Linked DNA regions of Mus musculus: regions 1, 2, 3 and 4 are each linked to region 5. A link is a contact called in public ChIA-PET and promoter capture Hi-C data. All regions are on one chromosome and are shown on one strand. Each heading gives the region's core, a stretch centred on a gene start, on an enhancer-like site or on the middle of the called end of the contact. The rest is flanking DNA. Distances are from core to core; before and after follow the strand shown. Region 1 holds the start of AI662270 (expressed sequence AI662270). Region 2 overlaps Ap2b1 (adaptor-related protein complex 2, beta 1 subunit). Region 3 holds the start of Ap2b1 (adaptor-related protein complex 2, beta 1 subunit). Region 4 holds the start of 4930502E09Rik (RIKEN cDNA 4930502E09 gene). Region 5 holds the start of Ddx52 (DExD box helicase 52).

The links. Promoter capture Hi-C pulls out the DNA fragments that hold promoters and counts their contacts. ChIA-PET counts read pairs in DNA pulled down with a chosen protein or histone mark.
Region 1: a contact with region 5 is called in a promoter capture Hi-C map of pre-B cells, with 2.6 times the contacts expected there. The contact joins the promoter of AI662270 here to the promoter of Ddx52 in region 5. A contact is called at or near these places in 1 of 39 promoter capture datasets (pre-B cells) and 1 of 115 datasets of contacts at active chromatin or transcription factors (memory CD8 T cells).
Region 2: a contact with region 5 is called in a promoter capture Hi-C map of neutrophils. The contact joins the enhancer-like site here to the promoter of Ddx52 in region 5. A contact is called at or near these places in 13 of 39 promoter capture datasets (the 3T3-L1 cell line, 3T3-L1-derived adipocytes, the C10 cell line and 7 more), 4 of 484 Hi-C or Micro-C datasets (cardiomyocytes, cerebellum, gonadal supporting cells and 1 more), 2 of 115 datasets of contacts at active chromatin or transcription factors (the 230-238 cell line and large pre-B cells) and 2 of 9 other capture datasets (adipose tissue and liver).
Region 3: a contact with region 5 is called in an RNA polymerase II ChIA-PET map of memory CD8 T cells, with 37 read pairs. The contact joins the promoter of Ap2b1 here to the promoter of Ddx52 in region 5. A contact is called at or near these places in 4 of 39 promoter capture datasets (the C10 cell line, hippocampal neurons, liver and 1 more), 2 of 484 Hi-C or Micro-C datasets (cerebellum and liver), 2 of 115 datasets of contacts at active chromatin or transcription factors (astrocytes and memory CD8 T cells) and 2 of 9 other capture datasets (adipose tissue and liver).
Region 4: a contact with region 5 is called in a promoter capture Hi-C map of pre-B cells, with 6 times the contacts expected there. The contact joins the promoter of 4930502E09Rik here to the promoter of Ddx52 in region 5. A contact is called at or near these places in 9 of 39 promoter capture datasets (the 3T3-L1 cell line, the SN4741 cell line, cranial neural crest and 6 more), 1 of 484 Hi-C or Micro-C datasets (double positive thymocytes), 5 of 115 datasets of contacts at active chromatin or transcription factors (embryonic hindbrain, embryonic midbrain, forebrain and 2 more) and 1 of 9 other capture datasets (adipose tissue).

Annotation. Positions count from the first base shown.
Region 1 is chr11:83,220,410-83,225,529 of GRCm38.p6, reverse strand. AI662270 (expressed sequence AI662270) reads right to left here and starts at 1,954. Exons shown (of 4, transcript NR_015519.1): 1 at 1,879-1,954; 2 at 1,220-1,320; 3 at 899-1,078.
Region 2 is chr11:83,315,519-83,321,400 of GRCm38.p6, reverse strand. Ap2b1 (adaptor-related protein complex 2, beta 1 subunit) reads right to left here. Exons shown (of 22, transcript NM_001035854.2): 3 at 4,876-4,981. Among named protein-coding and RNA genes, the nearest start is that of Ap2b1, 16 kb to the right of the region's middle. Within about 2 kb of position 2,135, at least 4 of the 459 cell types and tissues checked have an H3K27ac peak or open chromatin away from gene starts, as enhancers often do.
Region 3 is chr11:83,301,239-83,307,022 of GRCm38.p6, reverse strand. Ap2b1 (adaptor-related protein complex 2, beta 1 subunit) reads right to left here and starts at 4,326. Exons shown (of 22, transcript NM_001035854.2): 1 at 4,186-4,326.
Region 4 is chr11:84,826,706-84,832,253 of GRCm38.p6, reverse strand. It overlaps 4930502E09Rik (RIKEN cDNA 4930502E09 gene), which reads right to left and starts at 3,076. Exons shown (of 3, transcript NR_046281.1): 1 at 2,842-3,076; 2 at 2,212-2,352; 3 at 1,386-1,764. Dhrs11 (dehydrogenase/reductase (SDR family) member 11) reads left to right here and starts at 3,251. Exons shown (of 7, transcript NM_177564.5): 1 at 3,251-3,503. The coding sequence starts at 3,357.
Region 5 is chr11:83,939,686-83,944,898 of GRCm38.p6, reverse strand. Ddx52 (DExD box helicase 52) reads right to left here and starts at 2,809. Exons shown (of 15, transcript NM_030096.2): 1 at 2,635-2,809; 2 at 1,458-1,656; 3 at 230-363. The coding sequence starts at 2,721.

The DNA of each region.
Region 1 (5,120 bases), core at 705-3,204, 720 kb after region 5:
ATGGAACCAAACATTTGGGTATATATTTTCATTCATCTATCACAGAGGTTCTATTATCCTCCCTGTTCAACCCGAGAATCACAAGAGTCAGTTCCACAAGTTTTGAGTCAAAATTGAAGCAAGCAAATGGATAAAGTGCCTAGTTATCATATCAAACCAGACATGAGCTGCTAGTTTCTCCATGCATCCCTCAGTCCCTGCCAGTTCCAGGGCGTTCCTGGAAGGCATGTTCTGCTCCTACCCTGAACTCTCCAGCTCAGTGTTGGGCCACCTTTCCCCAACTGCACTTCCAATTCAACCATTTTGGTTACCAGACCCATCTCTCTCTCCTTTGGGCTTCCTGGCTGTTGTATTTTATAAAAAGAAAGAGAAGAAGGCAGGGATATGTTTGGTGGAGGCATAGTAAGGTGTTGGGGAAAGGGTCCCTTTGCTGGCTCATGCTGAGGCATCCCTTCCCCCTGAGGTACCAGCCACGGGATGGTATAATATAGAATAGAATGTAGGGCATAGGGATGTGAGTTGAGGGAGTAGAGACAGAGAAAGGCAGAGATAGTAGTGGCTGGCCATGAGCACGTGGAGAGTAGGGAGGGGAATGAGGAGAGGGAGGAAGTGAGTAAGGGAGCAAGGGCAAGAGGAGAAGAGCAGAGAGCAAAAGTGAGGAGGGGGCAAGCAGTCCCTTTTATAGTGAGTCAGGTATACCTGGCTGTTGCCAGAAACTGTGGGCAGAGCCTAGACAAAATGCCAACCCGGGCTGCTGCACCTGGTACCTCTCTTTCCTCCCTCCCTCTCCTCCATCTCCTAAAAAAGCTAGGGACATGTTCATTCTGGACGCTCCAAGAAGATTCTGCCCCGTGGCTCTGCCTCCCTTTCAATCCACAAACTTTCTCTTCCACTATACCTGGGACCAGTCCTCTTCCTTTCTTTTTATTTCTTTTTCTCATACACATGGCGCCGAAAACCAGGACCAGTCATGTTTTCTTTCTTTCTTTCTCTTTTTCATTCAGCCAAGATGAAGGATTTTGCCCAGAACCACTCCGGGTCCCCAGAAAATGGCGGCAGAGGTAGTTTGCAGAGTCATCTAAAGGCGTATACCCATAAAGCCATTTGGCTTTCCCATCAGGTCCAATTAGAAGCAAACACATATCTTTACGTACTTCCTGCTTTTGTACCCAACCCTCCCCCTTAATTCAGGCAGGGGCATGCATGTTTCCTCACTTACCAACTGGGGGCAGGCTCCTAGAAGAAACTTCCATGCCGATGTTTCAATGTTTCGTTTTGGTAACACAAACTAACAGGCAGCCACGAAAACTCTTGACCAAACTCAATGCAGTAAAGAGTGCATTTTATACAGGGCTTTTAATATGAAGTTTCCTCCCCCCCCCCCCCATCTAATATATAGGCTAACTTATAATTGGATTTTTAAAACCTTCAGGTTGGATTTTAAAGTTAGCCTGGATGCGGAGGAAGGAAGGGCCAGCCAGGCGATACAGAGGGACTCATGTGAGCCTTGTGGCAGAAACTAAAACCACATGCTGGTCTCCTTGTCCTTTCTTGACAGCCTTCAGGGAGGGTGACAGGAGCGGTTGCAGGAAGGATGTGATAAATCTCACATACATTCAAAACATTTCTCAGGCCTCATGGTTATTTTCTGTGTTTCCTTCTCTTGCTCTCCATGATCTGAGGATATTGTTCCTTCCGCACTGGTCAGTTTCTTCTAAAGAGGCCCCCCGTGTGATTTCAGTTATATAGCAGGACTTTCTGACCCAGAAGCAGTACAAATGATGACACAGAGGCTATCGGGTATTTTAAAGCTTAAGCCTATAGCTGGGCAGATTTCCAACCAACTTTCTAGTTCATCCCGATTTGTCCTGGCATTACCTTCCATGTGTGGCCAGCTCTGCGTCTCTGCTCCTGTTCAGGTCCATCTTTCATCTCCGAGGCCCCAGGCGACTTTGGCGCCTTTGCTTTCTTTTTCCAGAGTCCCTCCCCAGGAAGTTCTGCCCTCCACTCTCTGCCCAGCTATTGGCTGTCAGCTCTTTATTACAGCCAATAAGCAAGTAAAGAAGGTCTAATATTTACAAAATATAGGACCTCTGATAGGCCACAGAAATAATACTAAGAGGCAGGCAGATTTCTGAGTTCGAGGCCAGCCTGGTCTACAAAGTGAGTGCCAGTGACAGCCAGGGCTACACAGAGAAACCCTGTCTCGAAAAAAACAAAAAAACATAACAAAACAAAAAAACAAAAACAAAAAAACCCCGACAACAACAAAAAAAGAAATAATACCAAGATCCGGCTCGCACTCAGCTGTCTGGCTAGTGCTTAGTTTGCTGATGGTTTATCCCTCAACATTGAGTATATAGAGAGCCACCTTCACATAATGCACCCCTAACTCAACTACAAGGATTTTGCTTTTACCTTTGGTGCCAGATCGTTAGTCCTGGTTTTACTCAGTGCTGGCCAGTGGATGAAATCAAGAGTCATGACCTTTTGTCTTCTCTCTCCTGAGAAGATTCCATACAGCAAGCCTGTAAGCTCCTCTCAGTAGTCTTGGTCCGTATTTAATATTTCATAAATGTTTGCTTTAAATTTGGCCTGAAGTGGTTGCGTTCATTTTTTTTTTTCCCAGCAAAACCCAGTATAAACATAAACCCTGCAGATGCACTCAGGCGATGCTGGGAGGCAGAAATCAGAGTGGCCAAGGACCTGGCACAGTCATCAGTGTTCCAATGTCTAGTTGCACAGCTAAAGTGAGAATTCCCCAGGATGCCTGGTACTCCAGGGATTATGCAAGGATGCCTCTGAAACAGACTCCTGTCCATTACATTCTCCTTGTCAGACTGATGGAACCTCTATGAGACACTAGTCATTTGTTACAGTTGTCTTTGATGTCATGTATATTTTGGTCTCTTAAGTCAATATCTGATCCATCTTTGTGTGTTAAGACTTGGAAGGCTATGAAACTAGATGACACAAGAGGGACTGATGGACCTCTGAAGGAAAGAAGTCCAATCGTTACATGTCATTGTCCTCTCTTATGTATCTATCCTATGTTTGTATGTTCTGACTCAGGGCTGTAAGGCACAGCTGCACCCAGGGCTCCAGGTGGTGCCTAGCTCCACCTTCAGCTGCTTCTTGGGAGCAGGAAAACTGCATTGATAAAAACTTCACATCTCAGAACACTGAGTATGCATAAGGGGATGGGGTTGGATGAAGGATTCACAAGTAAATCCCCGGGCTCAATGGAGAGCTTTGTAAAACCTGGGGTCCCACATGGAAGCCAGGCACTGCCAAACTGCCTTGTCCCTCTTCTGCATCAGGCCAGAACCAGCTCCTGTCCAAGCTATGGATGAGTCTGATTTCTACCCTGTATGTTTAGATGTGGATCTTATGTGTATGAATGTACATGACCATTGCATGCTAGTTTCTGCCTGGTCACGAATTCAAGAATAAATGTTATTTCTTATTCCTTCTGCCAGTTACTTGTGCTCAGAATTCACCTCTGGTTTTCCTGAACACTGGATTTAATATAATAGAAATTCAAATGTTGTTTAAATATGGGTAATATTCAAATTGTTCTATAATGTTCTTCGTTATTGCTGGCTCTGAAAGTGGGTTATAGCTCACCTTTTTCAGACCCAGGCATGATTTTAAACTCCAGGGTCAAATACTAAAAGGATTGACTTATAAATTATCAGATATGGTTAAAAAAATCTATAATATCTATAACAAAGAATTAAGTTAAAGCTAGTAGTAGGTTGAGCCATTAAAAGCTTATACTTCAATATATTTAAAACATGCTGCATGATTCTACTCTGGGACATAAGCAACATGTGGCTGTCACAGACTTGACTGTGAGATAAGGCAGTGTCCTGTATGATTTAGTTTGTTGGGAGGTGCCTGTGGCTCAAGGGTGTCAGCAGATTCCAGGTTCTGCATTTTTATTGTTGTTTTTCATTTTAAGTACAGAGCATCGTGGTCACAAAAGTTCACTTTACAATTTCATCATCACTAGGAATCTAACCACAATTATGATCCCAATGTTTGTTTTAGGAAAACAGTTGGTTCTAAGATGATGTAATATGTTATATACCCATTAGATGGGGATATTACTTTTTCTTTTCAAAAATAGATGTTGGATTGGGGAGATGAATCCAAAATTAAATCAAAATTACAAATATATTTTTTAAAGATTTACTTATTTTACTAATACGAGTACACTGTAGCTGTCTTCAGACACACTAGAAGAGGGCATTGGATCCCATTACAGATGGTTGTGAGCCACCATGTCATTGCTGGGACTTGACCACAGGAAGAGCAGTCAGTGATATTAACCGCTGAACCATCTCTCCAGGTCCACAAATATATTAAGAATGTCAAAACTGTGTTTACTTACTTACTTGGATGTTATGTTATGGATGAGTGTTTGCCTGAATGTATGTAAATGACCCACATGCATGCCTCAGGCTCGCTGTGGACCAAAGAGTGTAATGGATCCCAGAAACTTGAATTACAGATGGTTGTGAGTTGCCATGTGAGTGCTGGGAATACAAGCCTGGTTCTCTGGGAGAGCAGCCAGTGCTCTTTACTGCTGAACACTTGCTTCTGCTCCTAAAATGTAGCATTATAAAAAATTAGCAGTGCTTAAATGTATCTGTATGCAGTTGTGGGGCTGGGTGTTCACAGCTACACCACCATGTGGCAGTCAGAAGACAACTGGCTTGAGTCAATTTCTCTCTCTCCTGCACAGAGATCCCTGGGGCTGGGCTCCTCAGGCAAGGTGGCAGCTGCCTCCATCCACTGAGCCATCACTTCACTGGCTCCCACTCATAAGTCTTTCCCCAAGGTTTGTCCTGTTGACCTGAAAACCTGACTCTGCAGCCAAGCATGCCATTACTAGGACTCCTTGCTTTTTCTTAGTCCATGTCACTACCCAGGTCCTTGCCCCACACTGTTACAGCCATCCTTTACTTGGCTTCCTCCTTCTGACTTTCCTATGTTAATGGAGCTCCTGAACTGCCACCCAAAGAGGCTCTCTTTAGGCAGGCAGCTGCTGCTTTTGTTGAAACTCTCTGCCAATGATCTCCCATGAGTTCCAGCAGCCTCGAGAGTGCAACAAC
Region 2 (5,882 bases), core at 886-3,385, 620 kb after region 5:
GAGCCAGGCAGTGGTGGCACATGCCTTTAATCCCAGCACCTGGGAGGCAGAGGCAGGTGGATGTCTGAGTTCGAGGCCAGCCTGGTCTACAGAGTGAGTTCCAGGACAGCCAAGGCTACACAGAGAAACCCTGTTTCGGAAAACAAAACAAAACAAAACAAAACAAAACAAAAAGTCTGAGAGCAATGGAAGGAGCCCAACAGATGCTGGCACAGGCCTCATCTTGTTTCACATATGCCTTCAGACCACATTCCACCTCCTGTCTAGTTGCCCTCGATTCTTTCTCCAGTGATGGAGACAAAGGCCAGGGCCTCATACATGCTAGGGAAGTGCTCTGCCACTGAGCTATATTTCAAACTTCGAGATTATTTTAAAACGAATCATACAAAGTATATTTCTTATGAGCTACAAGCCTAGCACTTGGCTCTGAGACAGGGTCAGGCTATGTATAGTTTATGCTGACCTGAAACAACTTACTACGTAGGCCAAGAGACCTTGAACTCACTATTCTCCTACCTCAGCTTCCTAAGCACTGAGATTTCAGATGTACATCATTACTGCCAACCTCTAGTTTCATCTACAATCATTTAGGCATACTCTAAGAAAAATAATTAGCTTTATCAACAGCCCCCACCAAAAATTACAATTTCCACATCAATTCACTGTGGTATCAAAGCATTCCAACAGTTATACTGCACATTTTCAGTTTAATGCACATTTTCTTCACTGTTGGCCAGGAGGAATTAAGTAGGTCCCGAGTCCTTGTGATGTGAGCCTATGTTTTCAAGTGTGTCTACGCTTTCTCCTATGTTCAAGTTTGAAATTCTTCTTTTTTTTTTTTAAGATTTATTTATTATTATACGTAAGTACACTGTAGCTGTCTTCAGACACCCCAGAAGCGGGCATCAGATCTCATTACAGATGGTTGTGAGCCACCATGTGGTTGCTGGGATTTGAACTCAGGACCTTCAGAAGAGCAGTCAGTGCTCTTACCCACTGAGCCATCTCTCCAGCCCAAGTTTGAAATCCTTAATCAAGATCTGGAATCAGTCATTTCTCCAAGGTGTCTGATTTCCTTGTAATAGAGTTTATGGATATATTTACTTGTATTCAGTATTATGCATTTACAAAATGGGGCATAGTCAAATATAAACGGTCTGTTCATTTCCCAAGTACTAGCCATCTTTTCATAATTTACCATTTCCCTATAAGAAATGTCTAAGCCGGGCATGGTGCACACGCCTTTAATCCCAGCACTTGGGAGGCAGAGGCAGGCGGATTTCTAAATTCAAGGCCAGCCTGGTCTACAGAGTGAGTTCCAGGACAGCCAGGGCTACGCAGAGAAACCCTGTCTCAAAAAAAAAAGAAAGAAAGAAAGAAAAAGAAATGTCTAACTACACTCACAAAGTAGCATCATTAGCATAAAAGGACTGAAGTTCCAAGTTTGGATTCTAAAATGAGTCATATTTAAAAAACAGAATTAATCCCAGTACTTGGGAGGCAGAGGTAGATGAATTTCTGAGTTTGAGGCCAGCCTGGTCTACAGAGTCAGTTCCAGGACAGCCAGGGCTACACAGAGAAACCCTGTCTGGAAAAAAAACCAAAAACACAAAACAAAACAAAAAACCAGAAGTTAACTATAAAGTTAGCAAATAGCCTTCCCTTATTAAAATACTTTAAGATTCTAAATATTTCTACATATCTTACATATATAAAAAAAATGCCTGTTAGTATATTTCACATAGTACATGTCTTGTCCACACAAAAAGCAGACTAGAGAAGCTATGCTTTCCGTCCTAAACATGATATGTTTTCTTAATTACGTAAGTGCATCGGCATGTCAGGTGGAGGTCAGAGGACCACTTTGAGTGTCACTTCTCCTCTTGAATCATGTGGATCCTGGATATTGATTTCAGGTGACTAGGCGATCTCTCTGCTCTAAAAATAGAAAGTATTTACAAGAAGGAAGATGGGCTGCAAATTCAAAAAGAATCCATCAAATCTCCAATGAACCTCTTGACTTCTATTCTGAGAGTAGGCAATTATTTGCTTAGCGGTATAGTTTCATACACATGGAGAGAACTGAAACTCTCTCAGAAGTGGGTTTTTTGTTTGTCTAAGAGAACATGCAGATGCAGAGTGGCTGCAGCACCAGTCAGTGATTACAAAACGTTATCAAATATGCGCTTAGCAGTCCTAAGTGCTGCTAACAGCCCACACAAGAAGACTAAAGCTTGGAACACTGGTACGTGCTTAACCCCAACATCTGGAAGGCTAAGGAAGGAAGATGCCAGCTCAAGTCCTGTCTGTACTTCATGAAGAGTTCAAAGCTGGCCTCAGTAACTTAGTGAGACTCTCTCTTGAAATAAAGAGAGCTGGGAAGGAGTTTAGTAATAAAGGGTTTGCCTAGCATAAGCAAGGTCATAGGTTCAATCCCCAGTACCAACAAGGGAAAATTGTAGTATATTTCAAAGGTTTATGGTCATTACTTTAAAGAGGAGTAACACTTCCAAATTTTCTCAGTTTTTCCTTTCTGAATGACGATAGTATGACCCACATAAACAAAAGTTTTCTGGAGATCTGGGGGAAAGTGGATGCTGAAGGAAGGGCTCTTGAGACCAAAAAGCTGAGAGCTGTCCCTATAAGCAACAGAAACCCAGATAACAGCAGTGGGACAGGATGCTCCAAAGATCCTGATGTCCTGAAGTAGGTTTCTGCTAGTCCTGTTTCACATGTTAGCTTAGGCTACTGCTATGCAGAATTCAAAGGTTGATAAAATTTTCTAAGAGGCCAAAATAATAAATATTTTAGACTTAGTAGACCAAGAATCCACTTAAATTAACAAGCATAAGCCAGGCATAGTAACACACTTTTAATTCAGCATGTGGAGAGCAGAGACAGATGGATCTCTGAGTTCAAGGCCATCCTAGTGAGTTCCAGGATAGCCAGGACTTCATAATAGACTTTGTCTCAAAGATAAGATAAAATAAAATAAATCTTAAGCCTATTTTATAAGTTATTTTAAAGTGAGTGTTATTTTTATCAATGAGGAAGATGGCAATGTCTTACATTTGATTCAAGGTTTGTACATGTATGTGGAGGTCTGAGACAGGACAGAAGTGCTTCTCTGCTGGGTTTAGGGGACTAAAATAGGTCATTAGGCTCTGCAGAAAATGACTTTACCCACTGAGCAACCATATCAGCCCCTTGTTTAAACACTCATAAGTCTCTATAGCACCTTTTTAAGTTGACACAGCTGGATTCTCATGTCACTACCTCTGCTGGGGAACGTTTTAGATGATGTGTAAGAAGAAAACACAGCTTCATATAAATATAGGACTTGGAAAATAAAGAAATAGCTTAGTGTCTTTTTAAAATAAATGGATATTGTTTTCTATATGTTTATTTTATCTTATTTGCAGTAGTGTTTTGCTTGCATGTATGTATGTGCACTACATATATGCCTGACACCTGAGGAGGTCAGAAGAAGGTACTAAGAGCACTGGACCTCCTGGGTGCTGGGAACTGAACCCAGGTCCTTTGCAAGAGCAACAAATTACTCTTGACTACTGAGCCATTTCTCCAGTACCCTAATCACAGAATAATAAAAACACAGCTTCAGTATATGTGTACATACACACACACACACACACACACAAACAGGCACATATGCAGGCATACACACACACACACACACACACACACACACACACACATTTTTTTAAGAAAGGGAAACTGCTGGCAGGATGGGCCAGATGACCTCAGGTGGCAGGAGAGAACAGACTCGAGAGCAGTCCTCTAACCTCCACAGGCACACACACGTACATAAATAAACAAAATACCTATATCTGATAAAATACAATTTTACTGTATCATGAACAAGAGTCATGAATGAACTGCTCTTTTCTTTTTTTCTTGGAGTGAAAAAGAGAATGACTCTCCCCGCCAGCACCACTGCCTGGATTCACGGTAAGGTGGTGGCAATTCTTACCATCACTGAAAAGCTCAGAATGGTAAAGGGGAAAAGAGAATCAAGATTTATAAAAACAGCTTTTATCTCATGGATCTGAGAGGGCGTTATAGACTGTGGAGCCTGCACTTTAAACAGCTCACTAGTCACAGAAGCAAAAATTAATAATGGTCAAGGGAATGTTGGCTCCCACCTTGAATCCAACAACAGAATATAGAGCTGCAAAGCTAAGAGCACTGACTTAAACCAATTAGAGTATGTGAGCTGATGGCTCAGGTTAAGAGCACTGAGTGTTCTTTCAGAGGTACTGAGTTCAATTCTCAGCAACCACATGGTAGCTCACAACCATCCGTAATGGGATCCAATGTCCTCTTCTGGTGTGTCTGAAGACATCAACAGTGTACTCATATAAATAAGTTAATCTTGAAAAGAAAAGAAAAGAAAAGAAAAGAAAAGAAAAGAAAAGAAAAGAAAAGAAAAGAAAGGAAAAGAAAAGAAAAGAAAAGGAAAGAAAAGAAAAGAAAAGGGATATGTGAGCTCAGCATATTTTTATCATCTTTTAAAACTACCTCAGCAATAAATTTGTAACAGTGCCAGGACTAGAGATGGTTTATGCTATATCTGCATGCAACAAAAATTTAAAAAGCAAGCAACTTAGGTCAGAGATAATATAAAAGTGTGTACTTTTCCTTGTGATGTCTACAATGGAGCAACAACACATTTCCACAGGTTCCACAAGTTTGGTTTTCTCAAGACATTGGTGCTATGTTGCCCAGGGTAGATGTCCAAATCTGGCTCAAGTGATCCTCCTGCCTCAGCCTCTCAAGCGGCTACCTCAGGGGTCTGCAGCGTCTAGGAAAGCTGTAAGGGCTGACTGTCCATAGGGGGGCAAGAATCATCCCTACCTCACGTCCTTCCCCACGGTCATAGCAGCAATCACTTTCTTCACAGCCTCCTTCCTCTTTTCTTTCTTTTCATTGTTGAGTTCAGCTTTTAATTCAAAAATTTCTCCTAAAAGAGATGAGAGCAAATAGGGATGGTTTCAGGACTACAGTACAGACAGAATATTGCAATATAAAATACCATCAGGATGACAAGGCAGCCACTGAAGTAAGGTTACTTTAAACTTATAAGAGATGTGCAATTCAAAGCCCCAGAATGTTAACTGACCCACCGACAAAGACCCCATCAACACGTCCTAAACCTTTAAATCATCGTCTTTAAAAGGCCACACAGACCCTACTTTAGAAAGCATAAGAGCAAGAAAAAGAAAACCTCACTGCAACAGCATTAGGATCAGTATTTTAGGAATAGCAGACTTTTAAGGACCTAAGAAGAAAATAAATGAAAGTAGGGAGCTGGCTTGGAAATCAGTGTTTACAAACTAATAGAGATACAACTTAACAGACTAATAAATTAGGCTCAAAAATCACAGTTTATTACTTACAAAATTGGGCTTAGCATCCCCCACCCCTCTCAAGATTTATTTATTTTACGTGTTTTACTTTTTTGCCTGCATGTATGTCTACACACCACATGTATCCCTGGTACCCTCAGAGGGCAGAATAGGGTATTGAACGCCCTGGAAAAGTTATGGAGAGTTGTGAGTCACTATGTGGGTGCTGGGAACTAAACTCAGGTCCTCTCCAAGAACAAGTGCTCTTAACTGCTGAGCCGTGACTCCAAGGCCCAGCATTCACTTCCTGGCTTCAGTTCCCAGCACCCATATGGTAGCTTATAACTGTTCCTAACTCTAGTTCCAGGGAACCTGATGCCCTCTTGCCTCTGCTAGCACCAGGCACACATATGTCCACGCAGAAAAACACTCATATACATAAAAATAATAATTGCTTTAAAGGACAACTTTTGGGAGTTGGTTCTCTTTAGACCTTCTTAAAATGTCTTGTTTCTG
Region 3 (5,784 bases), core at 3,077-5,576, 640 kb after region 5:
ATACCTGTGCTTTTTGAGACAGCATCTCCCTGTGTAGCCCTGGCTGGCCTGAAACTCTCTATATAAAAGAGATTGGCCATAACTTTGCAAAGGTCCGCTTCTTCTGCCTCTGTCCAGAGTGCTAGGGTTACAAACATAACCACACATGGTTCTGTCTGTCTGTTTGTTTTTAAAGACAGGTATTATGGGGCCCAAGATAGTCTCAAACGTGCTATGTGCCTAAAGATGACTTTTAACTCTGTTTCTCATGCCCCTACCTGCCAGGTGCTGGGGGATTACAGATATGAGCCACCGCACCTGGCTAGGAATTCTTCACATAAACAGGTAGATCTGAGTTTAGGGCCAGCTTGATCTACATAATGAATTCCCGAGCCAGTAAGACCCTGTTTTAAAGACTTGTGATATAAATCTTAAGTTATTTATGAGTTTACATATGCAAACAGAAACGCTAATGTACAGAAACAATTACTAGGGCCTGGCAGACCACAGCTGTGGCTCAAAACCTTTACTGTTTCTACAGAACGCTGTTATACCATTTAAAATCCCACGAAGCATCAAAACTTCAAACCTAAGATTTAAAGACAAATTTGTTTGAAAGTTTTTCACCCACTTATTTGGGAAAAATGCATGAAAGCATTCTGTTTTCTAAAGCTCTCATATCTACCCATTCACATATATATTTTTTTTTCCTTTGAGATAGGATCGTTACTATATAGTCTTGGCAATCTTGAAACCTGCTGTAAAGACCAGGCTGGCTTCCTACACATGGGATCCTCCTGGTTCTGCCTTGTGCCACCGTATCCAGATAACATGAAATTCTAACTCTGTTCATCACCTTAAGGCATGGCTTTATTAGCAGCCTACACATTTCATGATTAGTATGATTCGATTCCTAGCACCCAACAGAGAGACTCATCGGAATCCAACACCTTCTGGTCTCCCTGGGCACATACGCATGGTACACTGACATATACACACAGAAATAACACCTGTATACATAAAATAGAATAAAATAATAAAAAGAAGCCTGCAACATATATCCTAAATCAAAAATCTCTGCTTTCTAAGAAAAAGAGATAAAGAGAACCAGCTACTTGGGAACCCGAGGTAGGTCTGGAAATTTTAATGAGGGTCTATCTTAAAAATAAAATAAGGCTGGAGATGGCTCAACAGTTAGGAGCACTAGCTGTTCTTCCAGAGGACCTGGGTTCCGTTCCTGCCATGCACTTAGCAACTTATAACCATCTGCCCTCTTCTGGCCTCTGAAGTCACTGAATACACAAGTGGTATACAGACTTACGTGCAGTCAAAATACCCATATAAAAATAAAATAAATAAATAAAGGGCCAGTAGTAGAGGGCTTGCTTAATATAGGAAAAATCCTGTGCTCAATCTTCAGTGGCATTTTGGACCAGGGATATAGCTCAATGCTAAAGTGCTTACCTAGCAGGTATAAGACATCTCCATCATCAAAAGGGGGAGAGGAAGGAAAAAAAAAAAGCAGGTAAATATATCACTCATTTAACTGACACCATAGCCAATAATTGTGATGAAATAATCACCATCATACAGGCAAAGAAAAAAGGTATCCAGTCTATCCTTGCTTTAAGGGGGTGGGAGGGACAAGGAAAAATGAAAATAGTCTAAACAAAAGCAACAGTAGAAAGGAAGGATGGGGGCAGGGATGGCCTGGATCGAAACACATTATATACTTGCATGAATTTTAAGTATTTAATTAAAAGGAGAAGAGGTGGTAATGACAGAACTTTAATGTCCCCGTGACTTTCAACTCACAATGACATATAACTATTTTTTAATCCAAGCCCCCCACACTTGCCGGATAGACACTGATGCCTATAGTAGAAGACACACACACATAAGACACACACACACAAGCCACAAGAGAACGGGAAAAACACAATTTCAACTTGCCTAGTGCTTCAAAACTCAATCTTACTGGGGCAAATTTTTGTTTTTCAGGAAATCCCTAGAAATAAACAAGCCACAATGGAATTTGAACGTACACAATCTTATACGACATGAAACCTGAAAGGTCACTGACTGACTTATCGTGTGGCCTGGGGACATTGTTAAAGGACAGAGCAGCCACAGGGCAAGGCAAGGATCCTTGGACTTGTCCTAGTCCACAGCATTGCTCCACTGCCTTTCCCAGGCCTCCCTGTACAAGGTTATATATCTAGATTAACATAACCTAGTTTCTGATAAATATAGGTTGTCGAAGTCCTTTCTCTCCTTCCAGCCTTCCCTTCCTCCAATTCCCCAAAAGAGCAGCTCAGCAGTGAAACAAGATTAATAGGCTGGGTAGAATACAGTCAGAAAAAAAAAATTATAAGGTCTTAATTTCAAATGGTTCTCTGGAAAATGGCAGCCAGCGTTAGCACTAGCAAGACCACTGTGCCCTCCTTTGCACATGAAGTCAATACTAGCCAGAGTTCAGTAAATTCTAAAGCAGAAAGTCATTCCAGTCACCTCTGCTTACAAGGATGAGTGGTATAAAGACCATTGCTGGCCAGATGTTCATAACATAAGGACAGCAGCAGCCTCAGATTAATTTAGCTTGTCAGAAATAAAACGTTAAAAGCTAAATCCACCTCTGGCTTCTATTTAAATAACTACAAGTTAATTTATTAATATAGGATTATACGGAAAGAAAGAAGCCCAACAGTCTTACACCCAACTGTTATGAAATGCCAGGACATTTTGGAAAACTTAAGCCCAGGAGGAAAGAAGAAAAATGGGGATGCTATCCTCCTTCTGAATGCCCCTTGTCTAACATGGTTCAAATGTGTGCCTTGAGACGAAAGCAAAATCTTTTCCAGAAGAAAAGGATGCGAGGGACCTCTCTGATCTTAATTCATCAGGATATTTACTCTGTTTTAATTTACCACACAACTTGACTGAGCTGTTTGCAGCGCACACTCCCCTCTCTTTCTCAGGGAGTCTACCCTGCAAGGCACCTACTCAGTTCTCAGTTTACATGCCCGCCCGCCTCACTTAGTCATCACTGGAATGTGTTACCGATGGCTGCACCTACTTCACCTGCCGCTTTCTATTATTACCTTGTAAGTGCACCCTAAGGCTAAGCAGTGAACTGCACAGGAGAGCAGTTAATAATTTAAATTGTTCCTCTCTAAGAGACCACCTTCCTTCTTAGTCACTAGCCTTACTGAGCTTACAGTGTGTTCTTTGTCTTTTAAACCACAAAGGTTGCAAAAAAAAAAAAAAAGTTTGGCCACTAAAATAAAAGAAAAAAAAATCTCCCTTCTAAAAGTAAAAAAATTCAGCGAAGCATCCATGACACATTCACACTGCTTCATAACTAAATTGCTTGAGTTTAATAAGAGCCTTCTCCTAAAAAGAGGGCTGCTCAAAAAGCTAATACATCCTGTGAATTCAAAGAATAAAGAAATAGCAGGAAATTCCAGGGTTTTGTTTTGTTTTTTTTTTTTCACTTCTAGTAGAATTTACAGCCTTGCCCAAACTAGACTGCTCCTGATAACCCCAGGGAATATAGGGAGGGGGGAAAAAAAAAAGAAAAACAAAATTCCATGCTAAGATTTATTTTCCCCTCTTACACAGAGGGTGGGGGTGGCCTCAATTATGCAGGTTTCTCCTTCCTTCCTCGAAGTACAGTTAGTCCCCATTCTCTTTATCCACTTCCCCAGGTCAAGAAATCTGTCCAATTTTCACTAGGTAAGGAGAGATGCCTCTTAACCCCAAATACGTGCGACAAGAGAGGTTTCAGTGACCAAACGGTCGCGGGAATCCCTTCTCCCTAGTCGTGGAGACACGTCGGAGCTTCTTTCTCAATGAACAGATGTCAAACGGGAGAGCTGGGTGGTTCTCCCTCGGCCTCCAGCGGCCACACCCCTGGCCTGAGCCTTCCCCAAGCCGGTCTTCGGAACCTTGCTTCGCTCCGAAGCCCCCAACTCCCGCTGCTACACCGGAGCGCAGCCCCAGGCCACCACGGTCACTACGATGGAGGCACTTTCTCCCAGCTTTTCCCTCACAACGGTCACACCCGAGGACTCCTTCCACCCTCAACCGTCACGCTCCTCGGCTCTCCTTTCCTCCTGAGCCTATGACCCGGCTTGGGGCTCCCCTCCCTCACAAGCACCGCGAGTCAGTCAGGGCACACCCCAAAGCCAGCCGCCTTGAACTCACCGGAGGCAAGGGCGGGGTGGCGGCGGCGGCGGCGGCAGTCGGAGAGCACAGCCGGGGTGGTGGTGTAATGGTTTCCTGCCCGTCACGATTCTCTCTAGATCTAAGCCACTGCGCAAAACCCAATTTGCCAGGGACAAAGATGGTGAGCCGGAAGCTTTGGCGTAAGAGAATCTCGCCGCCTGACGTCATCTGGGTGCGCGGGAGAACCAAACGGCCAGGTCGTGTCTGTCGCCTCAGCAACGGAAAGGTTTCCCTGTCTCAGGGATAGGGCAGTTGCCTATACACTCAGGAGACCCGCAGTTGCTTTCCCACCGGATATCTTCAATAAGTGGGTATTTTCGGGATTTATTCCCGTGAACAAGATTTTTGTGAAACCTGTGTGAGATATCCTATTTGCTCAAACACAAACCTCAGCTAATTTGCTTGTAAGGTTAAGAAGCCCATAGAGGTGATAGAAACCAGGACTACAGACGGACGGATGAACTAGGAGACGGCGACTCAAAGATGGCTAAGAAGCATTCAGATCTGAGTTTGAATCCCTACATTGAACAAGACTGGAGAAACTTATTAGCGCCCCCTTCCTGCCCCGCCCTTAGGCTTGAGTGGTATAAGGTACCTAAAACAGGTTGTGGATACAGGTTTCATTAGGAAACTATAAACTGGTACAGGCGTTTAGTTACCATGTCCAGCTTCAAAAGAAAAGAAAGACCAACGTCGGGCTGTGTAACTCAGACAAGCCTAAAACTAAGCCCTCTTGCTTCTTTCTGCCTCTAGAGCACTTTGAACTTCTCTATCTATATACCTAGACTCCAAGGCTTAGTGGTGCTTCTAACCAGGCACCCCTCACTCTACTATTGAACAATCTTTTTTTTTTCATTTTGTTTTTTAATGTGCATTGGTGTTTTGCCTGCATGTATGTATGTGAGAGAGTGTTCCCCTGGAACTGGAATTTCAGACAGCTGTGAGCTGCTATGCGGGAGCTGGTAACAAAATCCAGGTCCTTTGAAAGAGCAGCTAGTGATCTTAACCACTGAACCATCTCTCCAGCCGCCAGATTTGAAACTTAAAAAACTCATGGTAGGACTGGAGAGATGACTCAGTGTTTAAGAGCACTGGCTGCTCTTCCAGAGGTCTTGAGTTCAATTCCCAGGCAATCCCATGATGGGTCACAACCATCTGTAATGGGATCTGATGCCCTCTTCTGGTGTCTGAAGGCAGCTACAGTGTACTTGTGTACATTAAAAAAAAAAAATAAATCTTTATATATTAAAAACAAAAAACTCAAGGCAACTGGGTGTGGTGGCACAAGCCTTTAACCTCAGCAATCAAGAGGCAGAGGTAAGTTGATCTTTGTGAGTTCAAGGCCAGCCTGGTCTACAATGTGAATTCCTGGACAGCCCGGGCTACACAGAAAACTGTCTTTGAAAAACAAAACAGATGACTTAACCCAATTACATTTATTTACTGAGCATCTATTAAATAATTTCCTATGTAACTTACATTTAATATATACTTAAGATCTCCAAACCTGATGGTCAGGCTTAGCCTTTAATGCCTTCTAATAGAAAGGTTAATCATGTGCCTTCTATTAGACTACAC
Region 4 (5,548 bases), core at 1,827-4,326, 890 kb before region 5:
GGTAATCAGCCTTTAAGGCTGGGAGGGGAGGATTCCTGAGAGCTGACTACATTGTACTTTGTTTTCCAACATGAACTCAGTATGGCTTTACAATCACCACTTGTCACAAGCTGTCTTGAGTACTGAAGGGGCGAGATTCCCAGGAGTAGTATTTTGTTGCCATTTGATAGGTCAGGTCAGTGATGGAGAGATGACAGATGCTTGTAAGAACCCGAGTTGCATGAGGGATAAAACTGGGTAATGGGTGTTAAAAGGAAAAGGACTAAATACATACATTTTATGAATCTGTCAAAGAATAAAAACAAAATCGGATAAAAAAGAAAAATCCCAGTGCTGGGCATCAGAGACAGATCCTGAGACGTACTGGCTTGCTGACCTACTGCACTGGTGCTCCAGGCCAAAGAGAGACCCTGTCTCAAACAAGATGGGATCAGTAAGGTGATGCAATGGGGAGAAGGCATTTGCCACCAATCCTCAAAACCCAAGCCTGGTTCCTGGGATACACATGGAGAGAACTGATCCCCCCCCCCCCCCCCCCGCTGCAAGTTGTCCACTCTGACTGCATGTGACATGCATGTCTGCCACCAATAAATGTATAAATGTATTTTTGGTTTTTGTTGTTTTTGGAACTTGCCACGTAGATTAGGCAGGTCTTGAGCTCATGGAGATCTGCCTGCCTGTTTTTCAAGGTCTGGCATTAAATATGTGTGCCATCACATATGTCATGAAAGAAAGATGGACGGTTACTGAGGAACCACACCAATTTACTCCGCCCTGTACATACACATGCCTGGGCACTTGCATATAAATGCACTTGGCACACAACACACAGACTAGGTTGAATAGCACTGCAAATGCATAGTTAGGGCTTTGTGCCTCTGTGACAATTCTTGGCCCCCCAGACAATGTAGTAGGACGTGATGTCTGGACAGTGGGGCTGGCCAGAGTGAATTGTAGGGGCTCCCTGTCCATTAGATTCCAGATGGGCAGCAGTGATGCTTAAGTTCCGTTTTCATCATTGGCATCCTTTGTCGGTAAGGCCTCATTGCCCCTCAGACTGGCCTTCAACTGAAGATGATCCTCTTACCTCAGCCTCATGAATGTATGGTGTGTTTACAGGTGTGAGTCACCACACCATAGGTAGTTAGTTGATGGCATTTCTTTAATCAAGCTTTGGAATTGTCTTTAAAATGGATTGTAGATCACTGAGCAACATCAAAACAACTTTGGAAAGATACTCTCAGCTAGGCATTTTTTTTTTTTCTTTTTTTATTAGGCATTTACTCTGCCAGCTGAACTACACTCCTGGCTACATAAGATCTGCAAAAGCAATAGTTTTAATATTGCCCTTCCAGCCATATGAAGGATAGCCAGATGGGTGCTTAGTGAGTGAAAAAATTTTATTCCTATTTTAAAAATGCATTGGTATTCTTGATTGCCTGTGTAATTGTGTGAGGATATTAGATCACTTAGAGCTGGAGCTGCAGACCTTTGTAAGCTGCTAGGTGAGTGCTGGGAATTGAACCAGGGTCCTCTAGAAGGACAGGCAGTGTTTTTAGCCTCTTGAGTCATCTCTGGCCCCAAGTGAATTTATTTTTTTTCTTTTAAACTCAGGGTCTCACTAGTTCACACTAACCTCAAGTTTACAATTCTGCCTCAGCCTCCTAGGACTGCATCAGCATGGGTTGTGTGACTGTGGTAGGCACGCACGCGCCTGGTCTTTGAGCTTCTTATCCATGTCCAGAAATCATAAAGGATGGCTATCTGAAGAAGGTAGACATCAAACAGTTTGTTGGTTTTTTATTTTTATTTTTTGTTGTTGTTGTTTTGTTTTGTTTGAGACAGGGTTTCTCTGTAGCCCGGGTTGACCTGGAACTCACTGTACACCAGGCTGGCAACAAACTCAAGAGATCTGCCTGCTGAGTGCTGAATCAAAGGCATGTACCACCAGCTGGCATTATCAGGCATGTATGGGTACACTGTTGGTGTCTTCAGACACACCAGAAGAGGGCATCGGACCTTTTTCGATAGTTGTGAGCCACCACCATGTGCTTGCTGGGAATTGAACTCGGGACCTCTGGAAGAGCAGCTAGTGCTCTTAACTGCTGAGCCATCTCTCTAGCCTTCATCACACTTCTCTTTTTTTTGTTTGTTTTGTTTTGTTTTGTTTTGTTTTGTTGTTTTTCACACTTAATGTGCCAGTATACTTACTGTGTTTGAGAAAGGGGCTCATGTTTCAGTTGGCCTGGAATTCACTCTCTACTAAAGGATGGCCTTGAACTCGTGGACCTGTCTCTTATGTCCCCTTACCGGCTTGTGCCACCATGCCTTGTGGTAGAGCTCTGTTGGCTCCTGCACAAAAGAAAAACAAAAATATTGTTTTTGTTGTTTTTTTCGAGACAGGGTTTCCCTGTATAGCCCTGGCTGTCCTGGAACTCACTCTGTAGACCAGGCTGGCCTCAAACTGAGAAATCCACCTGCCTCTGCCTCCCGAGTGCTGGGATTAAAGGCATGAGCCACCACGCCCGGCTCAAAAATCTTATAAGGGTATATTATGCATGCTGTTTAAAGTTATGGCTACCACGTGATATTCAAGTTGTCAGCTTCTGCGGGTGACTATTGATGTACATCGTGTAACATTTGCGCCGTTGTAGGACTGGGAGTGGTTGATGTCAAGGACGGTTGAAGACGTGGTGCCATTTAGGTGTAGAGTACTTGGGTATTTTAACCATTTACTTGGCCAGTGAAGCCAAAGGATCAGGTACAGTGAACAATAACCCTTCCTCAGGTCAACTGGCCTTGATGGCAGAGGCCCTTAAGCTTTTTGGATTGAATCCTTACTGTCAGTCACCAGTGGTTTGGGAGGGCACTGGAGTAACCTTTAGATCCCCCATCCTGTCCTCAGGCCTTTGGAAGTAGGGCTGATTGAGCAAAGGAGGCCTTGAGTGCGTGCGAGCGTGCGTCCTCTTCCTCGCAGATGGAGGCTCTCCACCGCAAAGGGAAGCGCTCACGGTAAAAGCAACTCCACCGGCTGTCAGGCCCCACTTCCGCGGTGGGCCCCTATCCTCAAGGCTGTGCGGTTTCCGCCTGTCGCGGGAAGGACGGGCTCGTGCGCGGGCGTGGGCGTGTCCGGAAAAGGTGGCCACTCGGACGCCATGTGGCCCAATGCGGAGGTCCCGAGGGCGGAGCCCGGGCCGGAGGCCGGGCCAATAGTGGGTGGGTCTAGGCGCAACTCCAAGTTGCCGGCGTCCCCCACTGCAGTGACCAGGGAGCCACCGATCTTCAGTAACCCCAGACTAAGCTCCCCGCTCCCAGTGCCTGGTTCGCCGAACGAGGTGGGCAGACGGCTCGGGACCATGACTAGAGCTGGCATGGAGCGGTGGCGCGACCGGCTGGCACTGGTGACGGGAGCCTCGGGGGGCATCGGTGCGGCCGTGGCCCGGGCATTAGTCCAGCAGGGACTGAAGGTTGTGGGTTGTGCCCGCACCGTTGGCAACATCGAGGTAAGGCTCCGCCAGGCAGCGGGGACGCTCTTGGGGGAGGGGGGAGTACGTCGTTTCCATGGGGCAGGGCTTTGAGTGAGGGGAGGGAGAGTTGCCGTGGCCGGAGCCAGAGACCCTGCTCTTTTTGAGCCTACTACCCTAGGGCCATTTGCAACGGCCTTGAGAGCAGGAGTGCTGTTTAGTAGCGAGAGGACCTAAGTTCTCTCTAAGTTCTATTTTTATAAGAGCCATTCACTCCTGATAGTTCGTGTCGCAGCAGAGTACCAAATCCTGACCCCTGGTATTCTCTTCCCTTACCCCTGCCATCTTGTGCCCCCTATACTGGCAGGTGAAAGAGGAAGCCAGAGGTCAAGGGCTAGCTAGGCAGCCAGGGAGAAGGGGGAAAAAAAGAAAAGAAAAAAAAAAAAAAACTGGCTAGTCTAAGTGACTAGGTTAGTTTCATCTTGTCCCCAAACCTCACCCAAGCCACACCGAGTAAAGTGCTGGCCAACCAATGAACAAGAAGCTAGTGTTTGACCCATGACTGAGGGTGAGGTTAGGGTGGAAGCTAGCTCTCCTTTTAATTCAAATCTGAGCTCAACTCACATGCCATGAGCCTAAAGAGTGAATGGAATATTTACTTGTAGATCTCTTTCTCTCTCTCTCTCTCTCTCTCTCTCTCTCTCTCTCTCTCTCTCTCTCTCTCTTTTCTGATTCATTTTCCTAGGTGGGACTGAGTAGGTGAAATAGGGCATTAAACCTGTAAGTCTTGAGAAAATAAAATGTTACGGATCCAGAACTCCCTAGTTTTTCTCTTAACATTCTTTTGGGGGTTCCTGGAGTTATGAGCAGCATCAGATCAGAAAAGATAGGGAGGAGATGCCATTTGGGAGAAGACAAGAGAAATTCCCATTATTTGCCCTGGCAGGACCACCTGCAGGGCTCTATCTTCACCATGGCTCAAAGTCCTCTGACAGAAAAGGGTAAGGAGGCCTTGGGTGGAGGCAAAGGGAGAAGTTGTTGCAGGAAGGAGGACTGTCCCCTCCCCAGCTACTGGCCAAAGGTACACTTTATAGCCTCTCAGATAATCCCAAGGTCACCTGCCTCCACCATTGCCTCACTTCACCCTTCTCCTTCCCTGGAGAAGCACAGGGCCCAGCCCCATCTTTGGAGCTGAGAGGATTAAGGCCAGGATTGGACAACTGGATTCCCTAGGTTTTTTTTGTTTGTTTGTTTTAGTTTTGATTCCCTAATTCTGAAGCCAGTCTTGCCTTCTTTTCCACTTCTCTACCCTAAACTAGCCAGCAAAGGGATTCCCCGAATCCTAAGGGAATCTCCAAGCAGATCAGTCAACCCTAGGGTGGCTGCATGTCATTAAGAGAGAACCTCTTTGCTGTGTGGGGACAGCCCTGATTTCAGGTCATTTTGGAGATCAGATGGAGATGGCAGAAGTGAAGCAAGGAGGGACAATGACAGAGAGATGGATAATGTTCTACACATACACACACACACACACACAGACATACATACACATAGACACACAGACATACACACAGAGACACACGTATACATAGAAACACACGCAGATGCACAAACACACACACAGACATACGCACATAGACAGACATATACACATACAGACACATAGACATACATACACACATAGACACACACACACAGACATACACACAGACACACACATATATACACAGACACACACACAGATACAAACACATAGACACAGAGACATACACATACAAATAGATAAGTATACACATAAACACATAGCTTTGCTGCTGAGGACTTTTAGTCTGGAGGGAGATGAATTCCTTTTCTGGGTTCTTGCTTACTATCTGTTTTTATTCATTGATGAATTTGCTGATATTAAAACTAAGTTTGGGTTCTGGTATTCTACTGGGAGAAATCCTATTCTGTGAGGTAGACATGGACAGTAAAGTCAGGTGGAAGGGGGCTTCTGAGTCCCAGAGGGGCACTATTTTTTAAAAAATTATTTATTTATTATTAGTTGTACGAGTACACTGTAGCTGACTTCTGACGCACACCAG
Region 5 (5,213 bases), core at 1,560-4,059:
GACTTCTTATACACATACACCACGTATCTATAAACAACCAGAACTGAACTCTGATCTTTCTATAAGTGTAACCAAGCACTCCGGCACTGCACAGATGGCTTCTGTCAGTCTGCATTAAAGTAAAACCTAAACAAATATAATTAGCTTTCCATCTTAACAAAATAAATTCACAAACGGGATGTCCAGTGAAAACTCTGTACATTTTGGGAGGTGAAGGTATTTTTCGAACCTTTTCCTTTCTGAGATGTTCCAACTTTCCTGAAGTTAACTTCTTCTCTCCACTGACTTTTTCATCTTGAAGCTTTGCTTCTACAGAGGATGTCCACTGGATACCACCGTCAAAGTCTTCTTGAGCAGGAACTTCTATATTTGAAAAAATCAAAGGTATCAAGTGCAGCAGTATTAGGTGTGCCAAACTGGCATAAGGCCAGGAACAGGAGAGCTGTAACGTGGTGCAGACAGAACACCCAGGCTTGCTCTCTTCCTTTTGTTGGCTGTGTTAATTCTGAACATCAAGACAACTGTATGTGTCAAACAGGAGATGGACTGAGCATACACAGGCTACAGGGCAGCCAGCTTGTTCATCAAACATCGAGCTAGAAACTACTGTAATAGAGGAAGATTTCATGTGCAATAGCAATGAAATTACTATGCTTAGAGCTGTCCACATCATAGAAACAGCAGTTCTTCCTGTTTCTGTCAACACTGGCTCAATTAGAAGTAGACCTGACTGTCTTAATGACTAGATTAGCCAACTTTAATGTTTGTATGGTAGAACAAATATGTGAGAACAATCTAAAAAAAAAATTCTATGAGTAGTGAGCAAAGATCTTCAATGAATATTTTGTTTTTTACAAAGTCTAGCCTGGCCTTGAACTACAGATCTTCCCTCCTCCAACTTCAGAGTGATGAAACTGTAGGCAAGTATTACTATGCCCAGGTTTCTAATTGATTTTTTTTGTTTTTTGTTTTTTTAAATAATGGGTATGAGTGTTTTGTCTGAGTATCACATGTATGCCAGGTAACCAGGGAAACTAAAAGAAGGCATTCCATACCCTGGAACTAAAGTTATAGGCATTGTAAAGTGCCATGTGGGTGCTGGGAATTCAACCTGTATGCTCGGTAACAGCAGTCAGTGCTTTTAACTGCTAGGCCATCTCTCCATCTCCTCTGTGGCATTATTAAGACATAATTTTTAATTTCACTGAGACATAACTTCTAAGGAAGTGATACATATTTTTTCACAGAGTACCTCCACATTAGGATTATTATTCTCCAGAAATAGCAACACCTGTCCAAAAGGCTATGCATGACCATCATTGCAGTAGCAAGTAACAGCCAGTACCTAGGTATAATCCAGATGGCATCAACAAAGGTTGCTAGGTATGTGTTGTCTGACTTACCAGCTTGCACCGTTTTGGAACTGGAAAAAAAATGAGCATTAAGCCAATACTAACCTGAAGTCATCTTCTTTCTCTTTTTCTTCTTGGGCTCCTTACTCCTTTCCAACAGGACCCCTTGTGTTTTCTCCTCATTTGGGGGCTCCTGGTGTATTTGCAATGCTCCACATTCATCTGAGACGGACTTCTTGTTTCCGAAGAAGTCTAGTCCCTTCAGGACCTCCAAAGACTCGGAATCGAATTTCCTTTTTCCTACCTAAAACCCCAAAAGTTTTAAATGAAATTTACTGCCAGAACTGTTTCCATCCAACCGTGACTGGCTGTACGGAGGACGCAGGTTCAGTAATTCGCCTTTTTAACCTTTTCAAACAAGATTCTGTTGAGCTAAGTAGTGTGTTTAGGCAAACAGAATCCTATCAACAACAACAATGAATATTTATATACATTTACTACACGTCAAGGATATTTATTAGATATTAAATTACTTCATCCTCACACCAACCCTACAAGGTAAATAGCAGTGAGACAGAAGAGGGGAAAAAAAAATCCAGGCACCAGCAAGTAACTTAGTGAAGATCTCAGAAGTATTCACTAGCAGGCCCTGCATTTGATCCCAGAAATCCCTGCTCCAGGGTTCAAATGTAACCACAACACTGCAGTCAGGACGAAGAAACACAGACATCACCCTCCACAAAGGCTGTATTTTACAGTAAGGCTTATGTTTAAAATGTTTCACAAGTGAGTCCCAACTGACTTCCTTTCATGCTCACTACTTCTTTAAGAAACCCCCCGCATATCAGGATCACACTTTTGGTTGGCTACTTAAAATGTGGTTGGTTAGAGTGATGAAAAAACAAAACAAAACACCCCAACTCTCCACTGCAGTACAGCTATCTGTACATTAAGTCAAACTTGGGTAGCTTACAGTGAAAGCGTGCTTTCTTAGTTTCTAAGAGGGGTCTCGGAAAGGATTCCAACTTTGTGAGTAAAGTAAGATACCTGGGAATCAAAATGTCTGTGCCAGGCTCAACTGAGTCTACCGGGGCTCAGTAAACAGTCCTTCAGAAGTCTGGGGTAAATCTTAGGTTAAGCTAAATCCCAGGAGGGAAATGCTTGGGGGTGATCGGAGCCTGGCCTCGGGGTCTCCAGCGCGCCGGCTGCCCGGTTGGCGGCGGTCTCAATCTCCGGATCCCGCCCCTTCTCGGTCACGCGGCTCCCCGCGTACAGAAAGTACCTGGAATCGAGTAGCGTCTGCTGAGAAGCGCTTCACGTCGAACTTGGCGCCGGCTCCAAGCCGGCGAAACAGGTCGTAGGAATCCATCTTTACCCAGAAGGCCCCACGGCCTCCCGGCGCCTGCGTTTACCACTTTCTATCCGCGACTGCTTCCGCACAGGCCGTAGCGGAAGTCGCTCCAGGAGGCGGAGCCTGGCTGTGATAGGCGTGGAAAACGTGTGAGCTGGGAATTCGTTCACAAAATCCAAAATCGACGCTTCTTGTGCGTGGGAGTGTGCTAGACGTTTAGTGATAGTTTGATGAGCAACACGCCAATATTCTGCATTTTCGGTTACCGTTTAGAAAGGACAGAGATACTATTAACCAGTTACTGTAACTGAGGAAAATGGAAAGCATCGTGAGGCAAATTAAAAGCTGTGATGGGTTGAGAAGGGGTAGAAGCTAGTTTAGTTAGATTGGTTAAATTCAATCAAATTTGAACTGAGAAGGGGCCACTTTCCCAAGACATGGGAACAGCATTCCAGGGAAGAGAAAACCCATCTGAAGAAGGAAACGGATCTGAAACCTTGTTAGAACAGAAGCCGATCTGAGTTGCTCTCCAGTGCCACAGAAAGAAGGAAAAGGGGGTGGGTGGGGGGAGGGATGAAGGAAGAAATGAAGAAAGGAAAGAAAATTGGAGTAGCTGGAGCTAAGCTTACAGGGGCAAACAAACCAGGTCTCAACGCTGTAACAAGGGCATGATGAAGTATTTAGGTTTTAATCTAAACATGCTGCAAAACCAAAATTCATGGAAGGAGCAACTATCTTAGTTTATCCCATTTGATTTTTAGATTCATTCTCATTGTGTTTGAACTACTCGACTTTTTAAGTTTTGTATAACCTGTCTTCTGGAATGTAAGTCCACAAACATGAAGATCTATTTTTGCTTTATGATTGTATCCCTGGTTCTGTTTGCTTTCCATAAATGTTTGATGAATGAATTCGTGAAAGGGCCATACATGATTATTTGGAGTTATTTGGAGAAGGGACATGGAACAGATAAGAGTAGAAATGGAGACTAAAGTAGCTGTTGCTTTTATCTGGGTTGATAGCTATTCAAATGTGGATGGATTTGGGCTACAGTTTGGATATAGAGTTTAATGTACCTGATGGAGTTTGTGTAGGGTGAGGAAATGGATCCAGAGGTAGCTAAATATTGTGGTTTGAGCTGGGATGATGGCATGCCATTTACTGAACTAAGAAGAAAGGAAGAGCAGCCTTTTGGTGAGAATGAGAATCATGGAATTGTTACGTTTGTAGACATGTAGATCTCTACTTGATTAAGTGAAGACATCCAATTAGGTACTTGGACCCAAGAGTCTGAAGCTCAGGACTGAAGGCTGGAGAAACAAAACTGGGAGACATCAAAATATAAATAATACAATGCATAGACTCAAACATCATATGTCCATATCATTTGTGGATAGATCTATGATATAGAGAGGAGAGGGGGAAAGTTCAGTTCTAGTGAGACTTTCATTCTCGAGGAGAGCAGATGTGGAGTGAGCATAAGATGTCATGAAAATCTCTTCCCTGACTCCTCCTTACAGCTAACAGTGGGGACATCTTACTCTTTTAAATATATTTACTCCCTCTCTATAAATAGTATTTTGAGGAGACAGGAAGATGGCTCAACAGGTAGACACCAACCCTGCAAACTTGATGATCTGACTTTGATCCTGAGAACCCATGCAGAAGAACAGATAAGGCTGTGAAGACGTTTGTAGCATTTAGCTTAGGCAGGACCAAAGTTTATCCACGTTAATACAGTGGAGGTTATGGTCTCTCCCATCCAGTTATAGCCCCATGGTATTAATGGTTCCCTAGAGAGTTAACCTCCCAGGAGCTGAGGAAAGCCCTGTAGGTGGCCTTCCTTACTAGGAAATATTTAGCATTATACCAATGGCCAGCTCACTTTCCTTCTTCCAGAGAATAGATTTGTCTTGCTCGTTGAATTTGTGCTCTATATCCTTTACTTTAAAAGGAGGGACTTGGACTTGGAGCTTGGTTTAAATCTTACAGAGATCCAACTTTGTCTGCTTCCCAAGTGCTGAGATCACAGGCGTGTACCATCACACCTGACCACGTTCCTCTACCGTAGCTTTTTTCTATTGCGCTGCACTTATAGCTCCACATTGGTCCACAGACTTTAAAATTTCTGAAGCTGAGGCAATGTGTCATGCCTCTAAATACATTTGCTGAGTATGAAATCTGTTTCATATTAAGTGGTCATTTTTTAGTCTCTCTCTCTCTCTCTCTGTGTATGTGTGTTGTATGTGTGTGTGAGTGTGTGAGTGTGTGAATGTTCTGTGTGTGTTGTAGTGTGTCTGTGTGGTATATATCCAAGTTTTTTGGAGTGTGCACTTTGATGCATGCACATACACACATGTAGGTGCACATGTATGTGTGTGTCCAGAGACAGACATCAAATGTGTCTCCTCACCTGCACTTCCCTTTTGTATATTTATTAAATTTTATTATATTAATTTCATGTGTAATCATGCATTGCTACAGCATGCGTGGAGGTCACAACCCAGCTT